Regions from separate parts of the Mus musculus genome. Here region 1 is linked to region 2. Evidence: chromatin contacts called from public HiChIP or PLAC-seq data. All regions are on one chromosome and are shown on one strand. The core of a region is the stretch at or near the end of the contact, and the rest is flanking DNA. Distances in the headings are between cores, read along the strand shown. Region 1 has its middle 42 kb from the start of Naa30. Region 2 overlaps Tmem260 (transmembrane protein 260).

Region 1 (6,265 bases), core at 972-3,471, 620 kb after region 2:
TGGTTTGCAAAGTCTGTGATTAGCATAAACATTTCTCCCAGCTTTCTCTGACAGACAGGCTAGAAAACATACCCAAGTAAGTAAAAATAAAGAATTTCAGGCAAGAATAAAAGCGTACAAGAGTAGACATTCTTTTAAAAACAAACATAAGCAAAAACAAACAACGACAAAAAAATCTTTAGTAATGCATTCACAATGATAAACTGTAACAGAGGGTTTGAAACGTTTATTGTGCTCCAGAGAAAACGCTGGTAAGCACAGATTGCTTAGATATACTGCCAATGAGGACAGGTAATGGTGCGACCCTGGGCACCCTGGCTGATGTTGGGCAGAGGAGTAGGAACCCCGAAGGAGGGAACACTCAAGCCCAGTTTTTACCTCAGAAAAGAATTCATCTCCCCTATTACACCGCAGCGCCCTTCTGCCACACATCATAACAGCGGAGCAGCCCTCTGTCAGGAAGCAATGCCTTCTTGTCTCCCGGACAGGAGGACAGAGTGCGGCATGGACGGTCTGAGTCTTGTACTTTCATGTGAGAAGTGCTTGTAAGGCGGCAGGAGCTCAGGACGGCTTGCCATGAAAACGTTGAGAAACATCAAACGTCAGCCTCTCTGCAGAAAGGTAGGCTCTGGCTTTAGAGCTGATTCTTTTGGCTCTAGCTGAGTCTAACAGTACACAAAGGATAGACAAAAGCCTGCACGCGACTGGCAGTCACCATGGGAGACGCAAAACGATGCTGGTTCACTACGTATGTTCTTGCCGGTGGAAAAGCTGCTGCGCCTGCAGCCAGTTGAAGCTTGGCCTTATTGACGTCTCTAAACTTTTGGAAAACTCTCCAGGGCAGGAGGACGGAACTCTGCTCGGTGAATGTCCGTTTCTGTGCACGATTGATGCTCATTGACAGGGAGGTCTTTATTCTTCAGTTGTCCCTGATCTAATCTTGAGTCTTTTAACACTGAACACCAATTGAGCCGTAGCACCTATATCTCTCCTTCAGTGAGAGATACCAGCCCCACTGCAGTTTTTCAGAGGTTTATGGACTAGCCACATGCCTGTCTGTATTGTTACCGGCCAACCTTTAGACAACCCAGACCAGCCAATTTCTACAATAACATAAAATCTCACAGACAATTATTCTCTTGATTGTCTTTTTCTAATTGTCGTAATAGAGGATAATAACACATAAATGAATCTTAAGAGCTAAGAGCCTCCCAAGTTCAATTTAAACAAATGTTTGTCAACATGCAGAAAATGTCCTAACGCTTAGCCAGAGTAGTAGTACACACCTTCAATCCCAGCACTTAGAGAGGCAGAGGCAGGTGCATCTGTGAGTTCGAGGCCAGTCTGGTCTACATAGTGAGTTCCAGGACAGCCATAGCTATATAGTGAGACACTGTTTCTGAAAAACAAAACAAAACAAACAAACAAACAAAAAACCTAACCAACCAAACAGGACTTTGGAACACTTGAGACTCATCCAACTAGTATCTTTTTCATTTTATGGAAATAAGAAATAAAATTCAGGTTGGCCACATATTCTCTGTAGAATTCTATTGTGCAATCTGGGCTTGTGAGGTGTCAGAAATGTTGTGGAATAAAGTGATTTAGCTACTGTTAGTCACATTTTCATGAGGGATTTAGCCATGCTAGTTCCGTTGTTGGAATTCTTTCTATGATAACATAAAATCTCACAGACTCCTCTCTTGATTGCTTCTTCTAGTTGTCATGATCCAAGGTAATAAAAGGTATGGTAATCAGGAATGGCATGAGAAAGTCTGCATAGCTGTCTTTTCTGACAGGCAGAGATGTGGGAAGAAAGGCATTCCTCTTAACAATTCTTCCACATTGTCAAAGGAAGGTAGGGCTGCTGGCTGCTGGCCGCAGCCCCCCGTGTGATCCTGGGTGTCTCTAAGACGGCTTTCCTGAGCAGGAGGTGCCTAGGAGCAAACTGGAAATTAAAAACAACACAACACAACACAAAACACTAGAAAACTGGCCTCTTGTGTTAGAGCTCTCATTTCAGTTATGGGGTTGGAAGTTATGTCTCTCCTCTGTCTATGTTCACACGAATACACAGCTTTTTAACGTTCACAAAAACACTCTATTCAGAAGTCACCCTTCAAATGTCCTTGAAGGCAGAAAGGCAAACAAATGTGCCATTGTTCACTTGGATGTCACAGGGCACCTCCCAGTGTTTCCTGTAATCTGCTAATACCCCGTGGCAGGTGGAAACAGTACAAAGAATGCCCACAAGAATCGTTTTCCCCATTGGGCAAGACGGAAATGGCACTGGATAAGATTCAAATATCACCTGCGACTGCAAGTACATAAAGACATCAAAGGAGTCTGTGACATTGTGGCAACTGCTCCTATAACTATTACTGTCCCTTAAAATCCATCCCTACGGCTAGTTTCCATAACATAAAAGAGACAGCAAGCAGGATGTGGTGATCCACATACGTCCTAGCAACTCGTTTAGAGTCCGTTTTTATTTTTAAAGCTGCTTGAAAAAAAAATACTATTTGTTTAGTTCATGATCAATCACATGGCTTCTCAGTGTGGCCCTTTACAGCCATCATGAAGCACACACGTGAAAGCTACCAGTGACAGAACAGGAAACTAGTGTCTCTGGAAGATCGACTACCGCAAATAATTTCTGAGGGAATTCAGAACCGGGTAAGGCTCACAGCAAGAACTCAAAGCACTGGTAACTTGAATGTTCCATATAACTGAGTGGATGCACAATTCCATGCTTCTGTACCTTGTTTAAAGGGTAGATGGTTTATAAACTTATAAGACCAATCATTCTGAAGCAACTGAGGCCCCTGTTTCAGTAAAAGCATCAAAAAATAAATAAATAAGACATTAACTTTGGCAGAAGGGAGAGATGGAAGAAGAAAAATAAAACAAAAGAACTCAAAAATGAAAAATATAATCTTGATAAGTGGTTTTCACACTCTCATCCAGAACATGGAGGGTAAGAATACTAGAAGTGGCTCCTTTTAGTGGCAGTATAGAAGCTAATGTTTTCAGCCTATTTCTTTACTAACAGCAAGCAGTTATTGATAAGCCCAAACAGGCAGCTCTTCAGGAAGGAAGAGATGCAGTAAAACAAGCAAAGGGGAATCTGGGGCTTATGGTATGGCCTCCATAACAAAGCCAACACAACTGACCTTAAGTGCTTTCCCTTATTAAATCTGTTATGTTTTAAATGAAAAATGTGAATTAAGGCTGGGGGTGTATTTTGATAATAGAACCCTTGTCTAGCCCATCTAAGGCCTTGGGTTCAACCCTCAATATTGAAAAAGAAAGGAAAGGAATGGAGGAAGAGGAAGATTAAAATAGCCTTAGTTCAATGTCTTGCAGCAAAACACTATGATCAAGGCGTAACATGTGTTCAGAGTCAAAGGCATTAATTAACATTACAATTCTAGGGTGTGTGTGTGTGTGTGTGTGTGTGTGTGTGTGTGTGTGTGTGTGTACCATGGTGTGCAGGGAGAGGTCAGAGGACACCTTCAGGGAACTGATTCTTGCCTGCTGCCTTGTTGAGGCAGGATCTTCCTTTGTTTCTGCTGCTGCTGCTGCAGCACATACTGCAGGAAATTCTCCTAGCTGTGTCCATCTCTCACCTTGCTATAGGAGTGCTGGAGTGTTCTGTACTGGAGAAATGTAAAAGAAAAAGATCTACAACAGAACCTGCGGCACTGGTCTGTGTTAGAAGCTGCATGGCCATGGCTCTCAGGCTTCACCTGCCTTTTTCCCTCTGACTTTTTTTCACAGTTGATAGTCTGTCCTGGATTTACTGTATTGCTACTTAGAAGTTGTACGTGACTAGGCGTATTACCCACATAAGAATAAATGAGGACATAGGTTTGAAAGAAAATAAAACTTGAGACCTGTGATTCATGTAATTTATGTCAAATAGCCCAAAGAGTTGTCTGTGAGCTTTGAAACCTGGGGCTGAGAACATAGCAGAACAGGCCAGGACATGCCCAGGCAGGCCGGTCGTTAAGACATTCCTGAGGCTGCTTGGCCATAAAGATAAAGAGAATGACATGTCAGGACTGGCCCGGTGCCTCCCTATCTCCTGCCCTTCTGACCTAAGTTAAATGTTATCTGCATGTACAGTCTGCTGATGTTTAAATGGACCAATCATGTGAAACCGAGCCAATTCCTCCCCCACCCCCAGCCCCTTTCCTATAAAAACCCCTAGTTTCCAAGCCGAATCCACTGTCTCCTACGTTTCGACCCGGAGCTCCGCCATTAAACTACCTCGTGTTTTTACATCAAGACGGTCTGTTTGTTCGTGATTCTTGGGTGCGTGAGTGGGGGTTTCCCCACTAGGTTCTTTCAGGTTCAAGTGAGTGACAGACTGACTATGCTTTCCTGAATGTTTCTTTTGTCTCAAATTCCTAGGAATCTTGACACTTCCCTGCAAACAAGTTCTCTAATAGTCATACTAGCCTGTGAGTATGTTGGTGCTTGGTATATTTACAGGAATGACAAGTGGAAATTGCCCTGACAATTTATCCAAATGTTCTATCAAATTCATGATTGAGCTGCAGTTGGAAGAGAATCACTAGTGCTCTGTCCTGAAAACTTTTGCTGGGGATAATTTGAATATAAGCATAGTGATTTTAAGGTTACCACAATTGAGATATAGTTCAAATTTCTAACCATTTTCTTGGCAATACTGTTTCATATCTCAACTGGGAGTAAAAGAACACATGCAGGTGTTGGAACTGTATAATTGGGTAGCATGGTTTCTACATTTTTAAAAATTGAAAGATGAGGTTTAATATGTGGCGAGAATAAGAAATATATATTCACATTTAAGATACTTAAAAAAAAAGATTTATTTATAAGAGTACACACTACAGCTGTCATCAGACACACCAGAAGAGGGTATCAGATACCACTGCAGATGGTTGTGAGCCACCATGTGGTTGCTGAGAATTGAGCTTAGGACCTCTGGAAGAGCAGTCAATGCTCTTAACCACTGAGCCATCTCTCCAGCCCCTCAAGATACTTATTATGCAATTAACAAGGTGAAGAAATGGCAGAATCTTGAGGAGAGGGGCAATATAGTGAGATTAAAATAGAATTAAAAGAAAATAGTATCTGTCTCCTCAGGTAACCCAAAGCAGTGGGGGTTATTTAACTTGCTAGCTGAGTTTTTAAATAGTGGTTCTGTAAATCACTGTCAATATTAATTAGTTCCTTTGCTCCAGCTATAGGAACATTGATATTTCATAATAAATAGTTACTCCTTATTCATTTTCCCATGATATGATAGACATGACTTCATATAATATGGCATAATAGGAGAAAAGAAATGAATAATAAATTATACTGGATAGCTTTCCTTGAATTGTGTCAATGTTACCAGGATTGTGGTCATGAAATGTTTTACAGCACTGATAAAAAGCTTTTAAGAATATGAATAACTGAAATTAAATTTCAAGGGGAAACTGAAAAACCAGTGTACAATGAAGAAGAGGCAAAGGAAAATGATCTTATTCAAATATTCTTTTTAGAACAATGTATTAGGGGTGGGAGAGATGGGCCGAAGGTTAAGAGTACATGAGGCTTTTGTAGAGGACCTGGGTGTGGCTCCCAGCACCCACTTAGGGAGGCTTAAGACTGTTTGTGAGAGACCCTAAGGGGTTTTCCAGTCTCACACCCTCCTTCCAGATCCCCCTTCCTTCCTGGGGTCAAGGTTAGGCCACGTTCCATTCTCCACCCACAGGAGCATTTTTGAGTTACCTGACCCTTTGGAAAGTCCCAGGTAGATTCAAATTCATGTCATGCTTGCTAGCCAATAGATTTAAAGGTCAATATGCTTAGCCAATAACTTTTTTTTTTTTGAACTGTAACCTCGCTGATGTAACCTGTGCCTCTAAAAAGTATAAAAATTGCTTGTAATAGCCATTCAGGGTCACCTTCTTGGTAACTTGCCTTGAGGGACTAATTGAAGGGTGACCCTGATGTGTCAGAAAATAAACCTCTTGCTTTTGCATCAATCTGTGTCTCGGTGTCTCACTCAGGAGCATCTTGAAGTAAGCACCACTGACCGAGGGTGGGAGTCTTGCATCTGCAACTCCCACTCCAGGAGATCTGACACCCTCATCAGAACTCCTTGGTCACCTGAATTCGTGTACTACACATACAGATAAGCAACCATACACATAAAATAAAACAAACAAATTTATTTAAAATTTCATTGCATCCATTTACTGTGGGGGAATTGAGTATAGGGGTGTGT
Region 2 (6,076 bases), core at 3,090-5,589:
CTGTGTGATCTCTCCGACAGATGATGACCTATGAGTGGTACTTACCCAAGATGGCGAGGCATTTGCCAGGAGTGCACTTTCCTGGGGACCGGTGGAACCCTGTGGAAGGAGTGTTACCCAGTGGGATGGTCACATTCAACCTCTATCACTTTCTTGAAATGAATAAGCAGTAAGCATTCTGTTCATATAATAGCTTTTCTCAACTCTGAAGCTTTGCTAAAATTGTTTCTGAAGCAGCTGTGTGCCTCATCCACAAGACCAATTTTCTACCTATTTCCCTGCCACCAGTGAGATTATCTTTGTAATTAAATTGAATATCTGTGCATAAATGAGGCCAGGCAGAAATAAATGGTATTGTTCTGGGTAAAAGAAAAATAAAGACAGATTAGCAAGAACAGCAAATAAGATCTTAGCACAATTCTGAGAAGTTGGAGATGTGCCTGTCTACTTGAGATCATTGTAGGTGAATTGCAAGCAATTACAGGTTCCTCCTGATCGGCACGGTGGCCCCTTTTAAGCGTAAAGCATTTTTTTTCCAGGAATAATCACTATATAACAATAGCTTAAGCATTTTTATAAAGGATAAAACATTTTTATAAATAAGAAAAACACCTCCAGTTTATGCGAGCTGAGGATAAAATTGAGGAAGCGTGAATTCTGTACTTGAGAACATAAAATGATTTGGAGGTGAGGTCAGGAATGTGCTGAGACCTGAGCATCGATTGCTTCTGTCTGAGATGCTTGGGACTGGCCAGGGCTTGAAAATGAAGTATTTATTTTATGTTCTTTTGTTTGTTTGTTGTCTTGTGAAGAGGACTTGAGAACATTTTTATAAATGCCATTGTCACGTTATCTCTTGGTAGAGACAGAGTAATGCAGTTTTCAGTATGCTGCTGAGCCAGTTCTCAGTGGCTCACAGAGTGATAGAGAGGGAGAAGACCCAAAAGTGCCATCACAGCAGCACCGGATCACTACACCCGAAAGTGAGAGCTAATGAGCCGTTAGCAGGCCCAGACTGACGCTTTTGTGAATTTTATTTAATTTAGCTTTAAGATAATTTCAGATATCTGCTCTGTTATAGTTCGAGTTAGGCCTGGCAATAAAAAGATAAGTGAGGCTCAGTTTCAAATCCAAGTGGACTATGTCTAGTAGCTGGCTGTATACAGTGATCTACTGTATACAGTGATGTAAATGGACCCAGCCACTAGCCAATGTGAAGCATGCCACGTGTGCCTACTGAATACATTATTTGACTACATCAGCTAGGCATTCTAGGAACACAGACAAGGACCATTAGTTTTGCCTGTGGGTGTTCCTTCAGCATTTGTGACAAAATGAGTTGGAGCTGGAGAGATGGCTCAGTGGTTAAGAGTGTTTGCTGCTCTTCCAGAGGACCTGAGTTCAGCTCCCCATTCCCAGTTTACAATGTCCTCTTCTGGTTCTGGATCCAAGGAATTCAACACCCTCTTCTGGCCCATGGGCACCCTTACACATAGGAACACACACACACAATATACAAAGAAAGGAAAGGAAAGGAAAGGAAAGGAAAGGAAAGGAAAGGAAAGGAAAGGAAAGGAAAGGAAAGGAAAGGAAAGGAAAGGAAAGGAAAGGAAAGGAAAGGAAAGGAAAGGAAAGGAAAGGAAAGGAAAGGAAAGGAAAGGAAAAAGGGTTCCAAGAACAATCTTATAGAAATATTTCATCTCCCTGGAAATGCTGTCAGTCAAGGACACTGCTCCTGTCATTTGATCACCTGGCTTTGAAGTTTCATTGTCCTTAGCATAAGTCACTTATTTACGTACACATGTCCAGGTGACAGAGAATATAATTGCACTTCTACCTCATGTCATAAACTTTTCTATGTAATCAGTAAAATGCATCATTTTGTAGCCTTGAGGCTTCTGTAAAATGGATAATTAACCATTTTTTATGTTTTTAAAATCGTTTCTATATTTTTGCTATTATGAAGATCATCATTCTGGGCCACAGCATTTTTAAATATTTTTGACTAACAGAGGTCCCAGGAACAGTATTGCCTGCTGTTACCTGATTTTAATGTTTTTAACATTTAAAATGTAGTGTGTGTTCATTCTGGGAATGGTTCATACTGGGGAAATATGGCTGGAACCATCAAACATTCAAAATGTTTCATAAAAGTGTAGTAGAGATACAAGCCCTATAGTACTGTGTTACTTGATATACTTTCTGACTTTTTACTATGCTAAAATTATGAGCCTGTTGTATCTAGTCTTTATGGAGGAGGTAGAATTTTAAATCATCGGGGTAAAGAGTACTAGTGTGTTAGAACACTGTTAGTAAAATATGTTCGACTGGAAGGATGGCTCGGTGGTTAAGAGCACTGGCTGCCCTTGCAGAAGACCTGGTTCAATTTCCCAGCACCCACATGGCAGCTCATAACTGTCTGTAGCTCCAATTCTAGGGGAGCTGGCACCTTCAGCCATACATGCAGGCAAAACACATAAAGTAAAAATAAATATTTAAAAAAAACTATGCTAATAGTAATTAGAATATAAACATCTCACTCAGACAAGAAATGATGGGTTCTGAAGACATGAACGGCTTAAGGGCACTTGCTAGGCCACCGTGTGATGTCTTCCTCGGCACATACTTTTAAGGAAGGAAGCTTATTTATTGATTACTGTTTTTTAAAAAGCATTCATTAAAATAGACTTTTAATGGACACAGATTTCTACGAGACCTGACATGTGTACACTGTGCGTGGCATCCCACAGTGAGGATACAGGATGGTCCAGCCCTGACATGTGTACACTGTGCATGGCATCCCACAGTGAGGATACAGGATGGTCCAGCCCTGACATGTGTACACTGTGCATGGCATCCCACAGTGAGGATGCAGGATGGTCCAGTGCAAATGTTCTTGTGCTGCTCTTGTACAGCAGCTGCTGTGTTCACAGCCCCACTTCGGCTACCAGTGCTCCGCTCCTCACTGTGGAGAATCCACGGTTTCCAGGGTGTCAGGGCGTAACCTAGAGTCCCTCGTGCTTCACTCAGTGTGGTGGTAGCCTGAAAACCATTCAGACTGTTGACTGATTGGTCCTGAAAGCCTGCCATCCCAGGAGGACGCTGAGGCAGGAAGATCATGGGTTCAGTACCAGTCTAGGCTACAGAGAGAGTTTAAAGCCAGCAGGAGTAGCTTTAACCTTGTCCCATAGTAAAAAGAGGGCTGGAGGCAAGGCTGGGTATAGAGTGCTCATGGTGACTCTTGACCCTCCGTGTGTGCTGGGGGTGGGGTGGAGCAAGAGTCCTTGAGTATGATAAAACCACAGGGACCAGACAGTTCACAGACTGTCCACAGCCACCATAGCCACCCAGTCCAGTGGCTTCTGGGTCTCTGGTCTCATAGACTCACAGGATAAAATTCACAGATAATGGAGAGGTTGAGTTTTGTTATAGGTAAGAGCTCGAGAGAGAGGAAGGAAGCGGAGGTGTGTGTAAGCAAGACCCAGGCAAGGGCTGCCCTGAGGGTCCTGCTCTAGGGATTGATATATTTTTATTAGATAGAGGCACTGTGTGGGGTGGCCGGGTCAGTCCAGTTCTCCCACCCACAAGGTGTTCACGGTACCTCTCCATCCTGGTGACTGAGCTGGAGTTCAGGACACACCTAAAGGGTCTGATCCCCCTCATAGCTTCCTGGACTCTGTGCTCATTAGATTGCAATACAAAAGGAGAAAGATTAGAATAAACCAGAGCACACACCAGTACCCTTAAACATTTTTGGTCCGTTTTTTCCTTTGGCCAGTAAAACCAAGGTCATTTTTTTTTTTGGCTTACTTTTGACCCCACATCCCTGCCTGATCCGTTTTCATCATTATCCAGAGTCTGTCCAAGTCCTAAGGAGTATAGTTTGCTCTTTGACCAATTGTGTAAACCCCACATGGAGCCAGAACTCCATGGCACAGTGAACTCGTAGCTCAGTCGCCCCAGTATTTTTCCAGTTCCATAGGGCGTACTTCCTTCGTACTTTGGGCCAGAAAGCTTTCATCTTCTGCCCCGCGCAGGCGCATCCTTTCTCCCTGAGACTCTTGTCTATATCAGGCATCAGGCTGAACTCATACTGCCCCTGGAACTCAGGGTTTGGGGTCCCTAACCAGCCACACTACCATCACCACACCGCTGCTAACCCCACAGCTTCCACGTAATTGCTCCCATGCCTAGGACAAGGAACCCCCATCCCCAGTCTTCCGCCCCGGACCCCTTTCTTACTCCTTGGGCTTGAAAACTGGGAGCTGCCTTTGGCCATCCCGCTAGCTTCAGTGTGGAAAGGGAGGGAGGATGGAGCCCTGCTGATTTGGATCTGGGTTCTTTCCTGGGTCTTCTCATCCGGGTCCTCAGCTGGCTGCTGCTGGCTTCCTCCCAGAGCCTAGCCGAGTGAGGCTGTAACTGTCTTTCCCAGAGTGACCTGTCCCTCTGGAGGGAGAGCTGCATGCCTGATGCCCGTGTAGCTTTCAGCAGCCCGAGAACACTAGGCAGATGAGAAGACAGCAAGTTAAATAACTTCTCTAAATCATAGAGGCAGAAAGGGATAAGGGGAAAATGTAAGATCTCCACTCCCATTGTCTCCTTTCAAAGTTACCCAAGCCTTTAACTTTCAAATCGGTCTCCCAATGAGGTGGTCCCTTTTCTCTTTTCTTTCTACTTAACAACCACAGATTGGAAGAAAGCTATTGTTTAAGCCATTTCTGTTTCTAACTTTCCGTAGGCTCTCAGGTTCCTAACAGTTATTCAAATCTGATTAATTTAATTCCAGCCAGTATTTATTATGTGTTAACCTCGTGCTGTGTGGCATTCAGAGTTAATGCGGGCGGGGGGGCCTATCCTCAGGACGCTTCCAGGCTTCTCGGGGAGACTTACAAATGCAAATAATACACACAGAAATGACAAGAAACCAGGAGTACAGTGGCTGCGGCCGACCAGGACCTATAACTCTACCTGTAAAATAAGAAGGGATATCAAAGAAAGCATTTGTTTGTATGTGACACACCCGTTCCTGGTGAGGGCAGGAAGACGGTTCTCATTGGTTCCAGTTTGCTCCTTCCTGTAGTGTTTTGTTTTGTTTTTACAGTAAATAAATTTCATGTGCTATATTTAAGAAAGATTTAAATAAACCAACATATTCACAAATGGTGTATAAATAACTCAGGCTTATGAACTCCAAAATGACCTTTTGTGAACTAAAGGAATATAACATTTAGAACTGTATGCTCTTCTGTTTTGGGTAGAAAAGAAACATTTGTTTGCATAGGAATTCATGAAGGCGACCCAACCTGGAAAAAGGACTATTCACTTTGGCCATGGGGATCTTGTGACAAATTGGTGCCTTCAAAGATTGTATTCAACCCAGAGGAGTGGATTGAACGCACAAGAGCCATCTATAACTGGACTGAGGCCTATGAAAGGTATGGGCGGCTGTTGTGTTTTACGTAGATGTCAGTTCTGTGTGTCTAAAAAGGAAAAAGGCTACATTCTGAGATACCCTTTTTTGTCGTTTTGGGTTTTTTGAGACAAATTCTTACAATGCAGGCTGACCTTGAACTCAGGACCCTCCTGCATCAGCCTCCCAAGTGCTGGGATGAAAGGCCCGTCCCACCACACTTGGCTCTTGAGATGCTTCTTAATTTTTTGGCTTTGTTTTTCAATCAATTAGTTTCTGCCAACAACAGATCAGAACGCATGAGCAGGAGGAGACCGTCTCTGTCCCCCTCCTGTCTGGGGAATCTGAGGGATGGTGAATGGGCTCCCTGAGTCTGATGCATGCCATCTTCTGCTTTCGGGCCATGACGCCGCATGGTCCAGCAGCCTGTACTGTATCACCCTACCCGTGGAAGGGACTCCTGTGCTGTGCTTAAGCCTTACGGGCGCTCTTCTGCCCATGACACTTGCCACAAGAGTGAACTTCCAGCACACAGACGAGTTTAGCGTGTGGCTCAGTGGTGCAGCACTTTTTTACTAGCATGCGCTCGGGATGGGTGATTCAGTCTCCAGCACAAGAGCGGAAAGACAGACAGACAGTTTCTGTAAGAAAGGCTGAATCCGAGAA

Evidence for each region. HiChIP or PLAC-seq counts read pairs in DNA pulled down with a chosen protein or histone mark.
Region 1: an H3K27ac HiChIP or PLAC-seq map of embryonic stem cells shows a contact between it and region 2, with 3 times the contacts expected there. The contact joins two enhancer-like sites. A contact is called at or near these places in 1 of 115 datasets of contacts at active chromatin or transcription factors (embryonic stem cells) and 1 of 9 other capture datasets (embryonic tail).

The regions. Positions count from the first base shown.
Region 1 is chr14:49,126,905-49,133,169 of GRCm38.p6, forward strand. No RefSeq gene overlaps it. Among named protein-coding and RNA genes, the nearest start is that of Naa30, 42 kb to the right of the region's middle. Within about 2 kb of position 2,222, at least 10 of the 459 cell types and tissues checked have an H3K27ac peak or open chromatin away from gene starts, as enhancers often do. A contact at or near this core is called in embryonic stem cells, where this site is marked.
Region 2 is chr14:48,499,987-48,506,062 of GRCm38.p6, forward strand. It overlaps Tmem260 (transmembrane protein 260), which reads left to right. Exons shown (of 16, transcript NM_172600.4): 12 at 21-169; 13 at 5,259-5,435. Among named protein-coding and RNA genes, the nearest start is that of Tmem260, 57 kb to the left of the region's middle. Within about 2 kb of position 4,340, at least 12 of the 459 cell types and tissues checked have an H3K27ac peak or open chromatin away from gene starts, as enhancers often do. A contact at or near this core is called in embryonic stem cells, where this site is marked.